Regions from separate parts of the Gossypium hirsutum genome. Here region 1 is linked to region 2. The links are chromatin contacts, called in public Hi-C maps. All regions are on one chromosome and are shown on one strand. The core of a region is the stretch at or near the end of the contact, and the rest is flanking DNA. Distances in the headings are between cores, read along the strand shown.

Evidence for each region. A called contact is a pair of places that touch in the nucleus more often than the background predicts.
Region 1: a Hi-C map of leaf shows a contact between it and region 2, with 2.9 times the contacts expected there. The contact joins the promoter of LOC107914411 here to the enhancer-like site in region 2. A contact is called at or near these places in 9 of 34 Hi-C or Micro-C datasets (anther, callus, leaf and 1 more).

The regions. Positions count from the first base shown.
Region 1 is chrD10:10,219,940-10,224,037 of Gossypium_hirsutum_v2.1, forward strand. It overlaps LOC107914411 (NAC domain-containing protein 72-like), which reads left to right and starts at 2,159. Exons shown (of 3, transcript NM_001327107.1): 1 at 2,159-2,550; 2 at 2,845-3,113; 3 at 3,649-4,098. The coding sequence starts at 2,277.
Region 2 is chrD10:10,088,662-10,092,605 of Gossypium_hirsutum_v2.1, forward strand. LOC107914189 reads left to right here. Exons shown (of 12, transcript XM_041103083.1): 12 at 1-164. Among protein-coding and RNA genes, the nearest start is that of LOC121222382, 14 kb to the right of the region's middle. Within about 2 kb of position 1,665, at least 1 of the 9 cell types and tissues checked has an H3K27ac peak or open chromatin away from gene starts, as enhancers often do. A contact at or near this core is called in leaf, where this site is marked.

The DNA.
Region 1 (4,098 bases), core at 909-3,408, 130 kb after region 2:
CCAAAATTTTAAATTTCTTCATCTAAGAACACTCTAATAAAATTTTAAATTCTTCATCCAAATGCATCCTATATCTACAAAAGACATTTGGTTACTAGTGTAATAATTTAGTTGTATATAAAACTTATTATTGATAAATTAAAAGATATTTATATTATTTATATTTGAATCATATTGAAATCATCATTTTTGAATTTCGGTAATTGATTTTGTGGATCTATGATCAAAGGATGTTCACCCATAAAATCCATTCGGATTCGAACTTTCAGGAAACAAATGATAAACTTTTATTTAACTCATTTTGAACTTAATGGATTTGTGTATAAAAAAATCATATATTTTGTATAATTACATAAATTCATTAATGTAGACTCAAACTCAATACTCACTTACCAACTAGATGCAAAGATACATTAAATGTGGTATTAAGGATGAAAGTGGGAGTATGATTTATCATCTCACAGCATGAACTGAATCAAGCATGTGAGAATGTTTTGATTCAACTTTATTAGTTTGCTGAAATGTAAATTACTAAAAACATTATTCATTGAGGAGAATGGTATATAGTATGTGGATGTTAGGAAGACATGCAAAGTGTACAATAAAATCATTCAATTAGGAAACACTTGAAGGTAACAAAATAGAGAAAAGGAAGAGAGTTAGACAAGACTAAGGTAATTGGAACCTTTGACTCAAAAGGGAAATTTTGTTGAGTTTAATAAGTTCAACTCTTACATTGGGTAACTAGGCTAAGCCAAATGGATCTATAAATAGAAACCTTAACATTTGGAATTTGCCTCTATACTTACACAATGTGCACATGATTTCTTTTTTGGATGATGTGTAATAATGTTGGAAGGTTAGGGAATAAAGCTATGTTAAATTTTGCAGTCTTAATTGTTTTCTTCTTCTTCTTTTAATTTATTTCTTCTCGAGTACACATTGTTAATAATTTTTTTTAAATTTCACCTGGTTCAAGAAACATATTTAAAAATTCCAACAAGTACACATGGTGGAAATACAACTAGTAATTGAATTTAGATGTAATTGCTTGAAATTGTTCATTGTTTGGGTAACCGTTATAATTAACTAATGGGTCTCACTGAATTGTAGTCTACAATTCTTAAGAGAGGGTGAGAATTTGAAGCAATTACAATCAAATTCAATTATCTTATGGTTTTTCAAACATGCTTGTACATTATGTAAGTTTAAAAGGTTTTTTTTTATACAATAATAATAACATTTTAATTTTAGGTATGTACATATATTATTTTTTTCAAATATAATTATATATTATTTTACTAATCTTGTTTAAATAATCTAAATTTTTTTTATTGAGGAGAGAATTTTTTATACATTTTGACCTACTAATGAACTCTTAGCCTAATAGCAAGAGGACTATGTTGTAGTTATGAGAGCTTGAGTTCGATCTCAAGTAACTCCATTCTCCTCCTCAATTATAAAAAAAAACTAAATTATATGGTATTTATTCTAAATTTTTATACTAAATTTATTATTAATTATACTTGGTTAAGGACCGATTGATAATAACAAAGAGTATATGTTTAATGCTTTGCTTTTCGTTTGTAATTTTATTAATAATCATATTGTCGAATACTTTCTTAAGCTAAAGTATTATATATGATGATTTGATTTTAAGTTTTATTATAATTTTTTTGTTAAGTATTATTTATAATTTTTATAATAATTAATATTTTAAAATTATGAAATCACAATTTATTCTAACATTCTATCCATGAAATATGTTTAAAGAATGAAAATTCGAGATTTAATTATTATTATTATTCTTCTCAATGAATTACTGAATGGAGTTGAAATGCACATCAAATAATAACCTTAAATCTAATTATTTAATTTTATAACGAGAGAAAAGGGAAAATAGAAATTCTATGGTTGAAAGGAAGAAAGGTCCAAGGGCACCGCTCTCTGCTACTTGGTGTGGCCACCCTGTCGTCTATTTGACATGTCACTTTCCCATCTTAAACAGCTTTAGGCGTACCGTTTCCCATGTAGTGTAGGGCCTGAAAGCTATGTAGATCTTTTTAACACGCCCCTCCATATTTTCTCTCTCTCTTTCTTTTCTTTTCTTTTTTAATTTTCTCAGTCTTCTCCTCACCTTCAATATAAAAGAGTGAGGAAATTTAACCTACCACCACTTACCTTACATTACTCGATTTGTTCAAATACAAAGCTCTCAGTGTCTAAACTAAGAGGGTAGGAGCTCGGAGCTGACATAGTTTCTGGTTAGTTAGTTTATGGCAATACCACCGGCAGCCATCATGAGCAACGACCCCAACGATAATACCAACATTAACGTCGTCGACGACCGCAACAACAACAACATGAGCAGCAGCAGCAACAGCAAAGATGAACACGAACACGACATGGTCATGCCTGGTTTTCGATTCCATCCTACGGAGGAAGAACTTGTAGAGTTTTACCTTCGCCGTAAGGTTGAGGGCAAGCGCTTCAACGTGGAGCTCATTACTTTTCTTGATCTATATCGCTATGACCCTTGGGAGCTTCCCGGTAAAACTACAAATCCTTAGTTTCCCTCTTGAGTCTTGATTTCTTTCCTTGTGTTTTTTTTTTCTTCATCAATCTTCAAATGCGTGGGCTTCCATCTTATGGTATAAAACGATTTTCCTAAATCACACACACACACACACACACACACACACACACATACATACATACATACATACATACATACATACATATTTGTAATATTAATAGCCGTTTCGGCTAGATAGGACAATCACAGTGATTCATCTTTGGTGTTGTGTGTGTATATATGTGAATTCTCCGGGCGGCCAATCTCAGCCTTGGCAGCAATAGGAGAGAAAGAATGGTTCTTCTATGTGCCTAGAGACCGAAAGTACAGAAACGGGGATCGCCCTAATCGTGTTACGACATCCGGCTACTGGAAGGCAACGGGAGCTGACCGCATGATTCGAGGTGAGAACTCTCGATCAATTGGTCTCAAGAAAACCCTAGTCTTCTACTCCGGAAAAGCTCCCAAAGGTATCCGAACCAGTTGGATTATGAACGAGTATCGCTTGCCTCACCACGAAACTGAACGCTACCAAAAGGTACACGCCTCTCTCTTTACCATCAATATTGCTATATATACAGATGCACTACAGAAAAACCTTTTGGTTTATACAATCCACGTCTTTGTTCTCCTTTCCCTAAACCCTAATTTCTCTTTTAGAAAATTCAAAGTCTAAAAATGGTGCTCAGTGTTCCAGAAGTTTCAGTTTTAGTACTCAGCTGGATCCGTCAGGAAATGAATAATTGCAAGGTTGTGCTCCTTTTGGGGCAAGACAAAAAAGATAAGATAGTACTAATATAACTGACAGATGGATTTCCAGTTTTGTTGTTATTAATTGATTTATTTATTAAAAATTTGTTTCTATCAAAAGATAGATAGGAAGCTGCATGAACTTTAGATTGAATGACTCCCAAATGACCTTAATTACATGTATTGAATACTACTATTACTGCTTCCGAGTCACAACTGTAACCGATGCTCAATGTCGAATAATATTTAGTTGAGGCTCCTTATCTTCCATGGAAAAAAGCTTCGTCCTTCTCTTCACCAGCACCCTATAATATGATTTTCAGGCTGAAATATCACTTTGCCGTGTGTACAAGAGACCTGGAGTGGAAGATCACCCATCACTCCCCCGTTGCCTACCAACTAGGCGGTCAGCAGAGTCATCGAGAGGACAACAGTCAGAGAAGAAATACCCCCAAGAGGCAGCTCAACAAGCCATGGAAAGGTTTCAAGCTTTTGGAGGAGGACAACCACAACAAATGGAGATTGAAAAGTTAACTGAAACTGATGGAAACAGCAGTACTAGTACTTCTGATGTCACAACAGCTCTCGGACTTTCCAAGCAGAACCTGTACCGTCCAATGCCTCCTATTAGCACAACACTTGGGTTGCCATCTGGAATGGAAGGGGAAGGAATGTTCTTAAATCAGTCAAAGCAAGGCTGCTGCTCTTTACTCCCCAATTCGACTACTCTCTTCCCAGTAGGTTCTTCTTCTGTTCCATCCAATGTTGTCGAC
Region 2 (3,944 bases), core at 415-2,914:
ACCTCATTCTAATCTTCTTTTCATTGCTATTTCTACTTGTCTAGATTTGACAATCCATGTATTTTGGGTGTATTTATATCAAATTATTTGTACTCTTGTTTCTCCATGTAATAATTCTTTTTACAGTGTTGTATATTTATTTAAAAATTTTACAGTTAATAACACATGCTATATCGGTTAGAATACTTTTTTTATAAGGCTGTATTTGTGTGAGTTGTCTATGCATAAGAACTTAGGTTTTGTTATATTCTTCCTACATTACCCATGTTTGAGCTACACGTAACTGAGAGTGTTAAGTGGTGCTCACGCACGTTTATTAAAAGTTCCGTATGATCTTATATTATCAGAAGATGCAACTATTGTTATGATTCCCTCGTTTATTTTTATCTTATCTTCAATTGGACTTCATGATTATTATTAAATGCATGGAAATATGGAAGAAAGATGGTGAAAAAGAAAGAAAATAACTATTATTAGTATGGTTTTTTCCTCTTTGCGTTGGATTGATGATTTGTTTGTGTTAAATTATAAAGTAAAAATTTAAATATTAAAATATACTCCAAGTCACGTTTTCATAACCAAATCGGTGGTCGAATCGGTAAAGTCATTAATTGTATTGTTTAATTAAATAAATTATTAAAAATTATAAAAAGATAGGAAAATATTCTATAAGTCTACCGATTTGCGGGTCAACCGATCTAATGTTTCTTTTTGGATTGATATTTCAATCAATATGATTTGGTTAAAACAACCATGATTTCAAGTCTTTTTGTACATTTGAAATTTAAAACATCGTATTTTTATTTTCAAGAATTTAATCCCTTTACTTTTTGGATTTAAAATTTACTTTCAAATTATATATAATTGTATAACATTTTAATTGAAAAGTTAATGATATTATCTATTTGAATTAATTAATAACATTATAAATATATAAAGAGCAAATTATGTTAAAATTAAAATATAAAAATTAAATATCAAATTTAAGCATATTAAACGGATTAAAATTAATTTAACTTTTATTATTATTTTTTTGTCAATTTAGCTATCAATTTTTTAAGAAGCGTTGAATTTTTTATCAAAATTTTAAAAATAATTGAATTTGATCATTAATCTTTTAACAAGAGTTGAAATATTGTTATTTTAACAGAAATATTGAGAAAAACGTTAATTTTTTAAACATGATAACTTGTATGACAATTCACGTGTACTTTATACTATTTCTTTATGTTATTTTTTAAAAAATTTTTATGAGACATATATATTTTTGGATTTTGGACTTTTTAAATTTTTGAATTGAATATTTTTATAATATTTAAATTATTTGTTATAAGGCAAATAGTATCATGTAACATGAAGTAGACACAAACTTTCATATAAATTGTTACGTTATCATTGTTAAAAAATTAATATTTAGTTAATATTTTTGTTAAAGAAAAGCAATTCACTCTTATTTTAATAGTCAAATTTAATTTAAAAAAATTAAATTAATAAAAGAATAATGGTTAAATTATTTACTTATAAAAACATTGTGAAAAGCAATTATCCTGAAAAAAAAAAAAGCAGTACGAAAAGTATAGGAGTAGGTGGCAAAATGTAGAAGGTAGGCCGTGCTATTCTAGTGAATGCCCATCACAGCTTATGGTCCACGTTTATTATAGGTTGTCTTAACGTTTAATGGTTTCGGTACTTCACCCATGTTTGGCCACCTTTTCCTTTATTTTGTGTACATACTATTCTCAGTCGAGTTTTTAATTTTACAAGAAATGATGTGTATGTTTTTATTTTTATTTTTATTAATTTTAGTTTTTTAATATTATTTAATAATTTTAGAACAATCAATAAATATATTTTATTGTCGATTGAGTCTTAATTCGATTGGCATATCATTATTGTCAATACAAGAGGATGTGGGTTCGAATATGCTAGAGCACATTATCCTCTTATTTATGAGTTGGGGAGGAATTATGAGTACTTTTTATTAGTTTATTTGTTTTTAATTACAAAATAATAAAAAAATTAACTATTTATATTGAAGTGCTATAAAGTTAAATATATTTAATTTTTTCATAAAAAATAAATATTTAACTTCAATTTAGTTATATTTTAATTTTGAAATGATTATTTTATGTAAAATTAATTAGTTATTTCTGCTGGAAAAAAAATACTAAAATATAAGTTAATATTATAATTAAATAATTAAATATTTAACATGTATTTGTATAAAAGATATTAAACAAACAAAAAGTACAAGGGAAGACAAAAGCAAAGCATAATTATCATTGATAACCATTCTTTAAAAAATAAACTTACAAATAATGAGGCCTTAATTTATTGGAAAGTTTAAAATCTCAAGTTCGAGTCTCATTGGTTACCGATTCAATTGTGCTTTGTAATGTTTAATTATGGTTGATGTGGCTTTGTAATTGCAATTATATTCGAAAACTATTGGATGAAATAAGAAAAAGAATAGAGCAATAATTAAAGTTATTTTTTTATTTAAAATTCATTCAAAAATAAAATTTTAAGGATTTGGAATGGTTTTCCTTAGAGGATTTTGATTTAAGCCATAAAAGGTAATAAAAAGATGTAGAATTGGAATCCGATGAAATGACTGCACAACCAATATTTGATCTGTTTTGTATGTAGTGGTAGTGTGAGATATAAGAAGATGAGATGAGTTGGACCCCTCATCCATTCTCTCAAAATTTAATTAGCATCACTTCAAATGTTATTATATACACATCTTTATTAATTTAAAACTTATTCAAACTAAGACTTCAGTTGAATCAACACTTACATGATTGTTGGTATTTTGGTGTTGCCTCATTTATGAATTTAATTAGCCAACTTAAAATTTACTATTTTTTTGAACAACTAATAATAAGGTTGCAATGGAAAATAAAAATAAAAAATAAAAAATCTAAAATTATAATTAGATATTTAGCATTTATTTTCATAAAAAAACAAAAATGAAACAAGTAAAAGTGAAGATTGATAACAAATTTTAAAAAATAAATTTACAACCAACCTAGCCTTGACTTTAATATTATAACTTCAAATCTCAAGGGATTCTTAATTTATATTTAATTTTATTTATCTCCCACCATTGCATTACTACAAGTGAAGCAAAATTTACAAACATGAAGTTGTTGAATAGTCTTAAGAAATCAAATATTTGGTTAACTGGATCACGGAGTTGATGATAAATCCATTTTTAAAAATACCCAGCTACATATTATATAACTCTGGTTTGAAAGGAATATCCACAATTCCAGAACATATATTTACCATAAAAGATGAAAAATGACACTATTAGTAATGCCCACCCCATATTAACGTAACATAGTTATTTTAGAAGAGAGTTGGGCGGCTGTAAAAATAAGAAAAAAGGGTAAAATTTACCATAATTCTCAAATGCAAAAGCCAAGAGAGCAGAAAAAAGGACAGAATAGCATTGTTTGATTTGAGTAATTAGGGGCGGAAGTAGTGGGAGTCAACTATGAGAGAGAGAGTGTTTGTATGAATCACGAGATGCCTGCTTTCTTCCTTATTATCTGAGACACCCTTCTTCACCCCTTTTGCATTAAAAAGATCGTAATAACAACAACAAGGTCTCAGGTAACATTCAATGACAAAAAACTAAAGTTTGTTCCAGTGTTACCTAGAGAGACGAAGAACAACCAAATAAAATAAATGAATCAATCAACTCATGTCTGATAGTCAAACCGGAGAGGGTCCCGATCTTTGCTGTCCAGTCTTGTCTGACGGTCAAGCTTTGACTTCTTCATTAAAATCCAACGGTGGGAGTGGACCCTCACCATGTTTTTATTATGGTCGATGATGGCTGATTGATGATGATGCCTTTGCCCATTTTAAGATATTACCTCTCCACTCTCTTCTGTTTTGCTTTGTCGTTTCACATGCACAAACTACAATTTGCA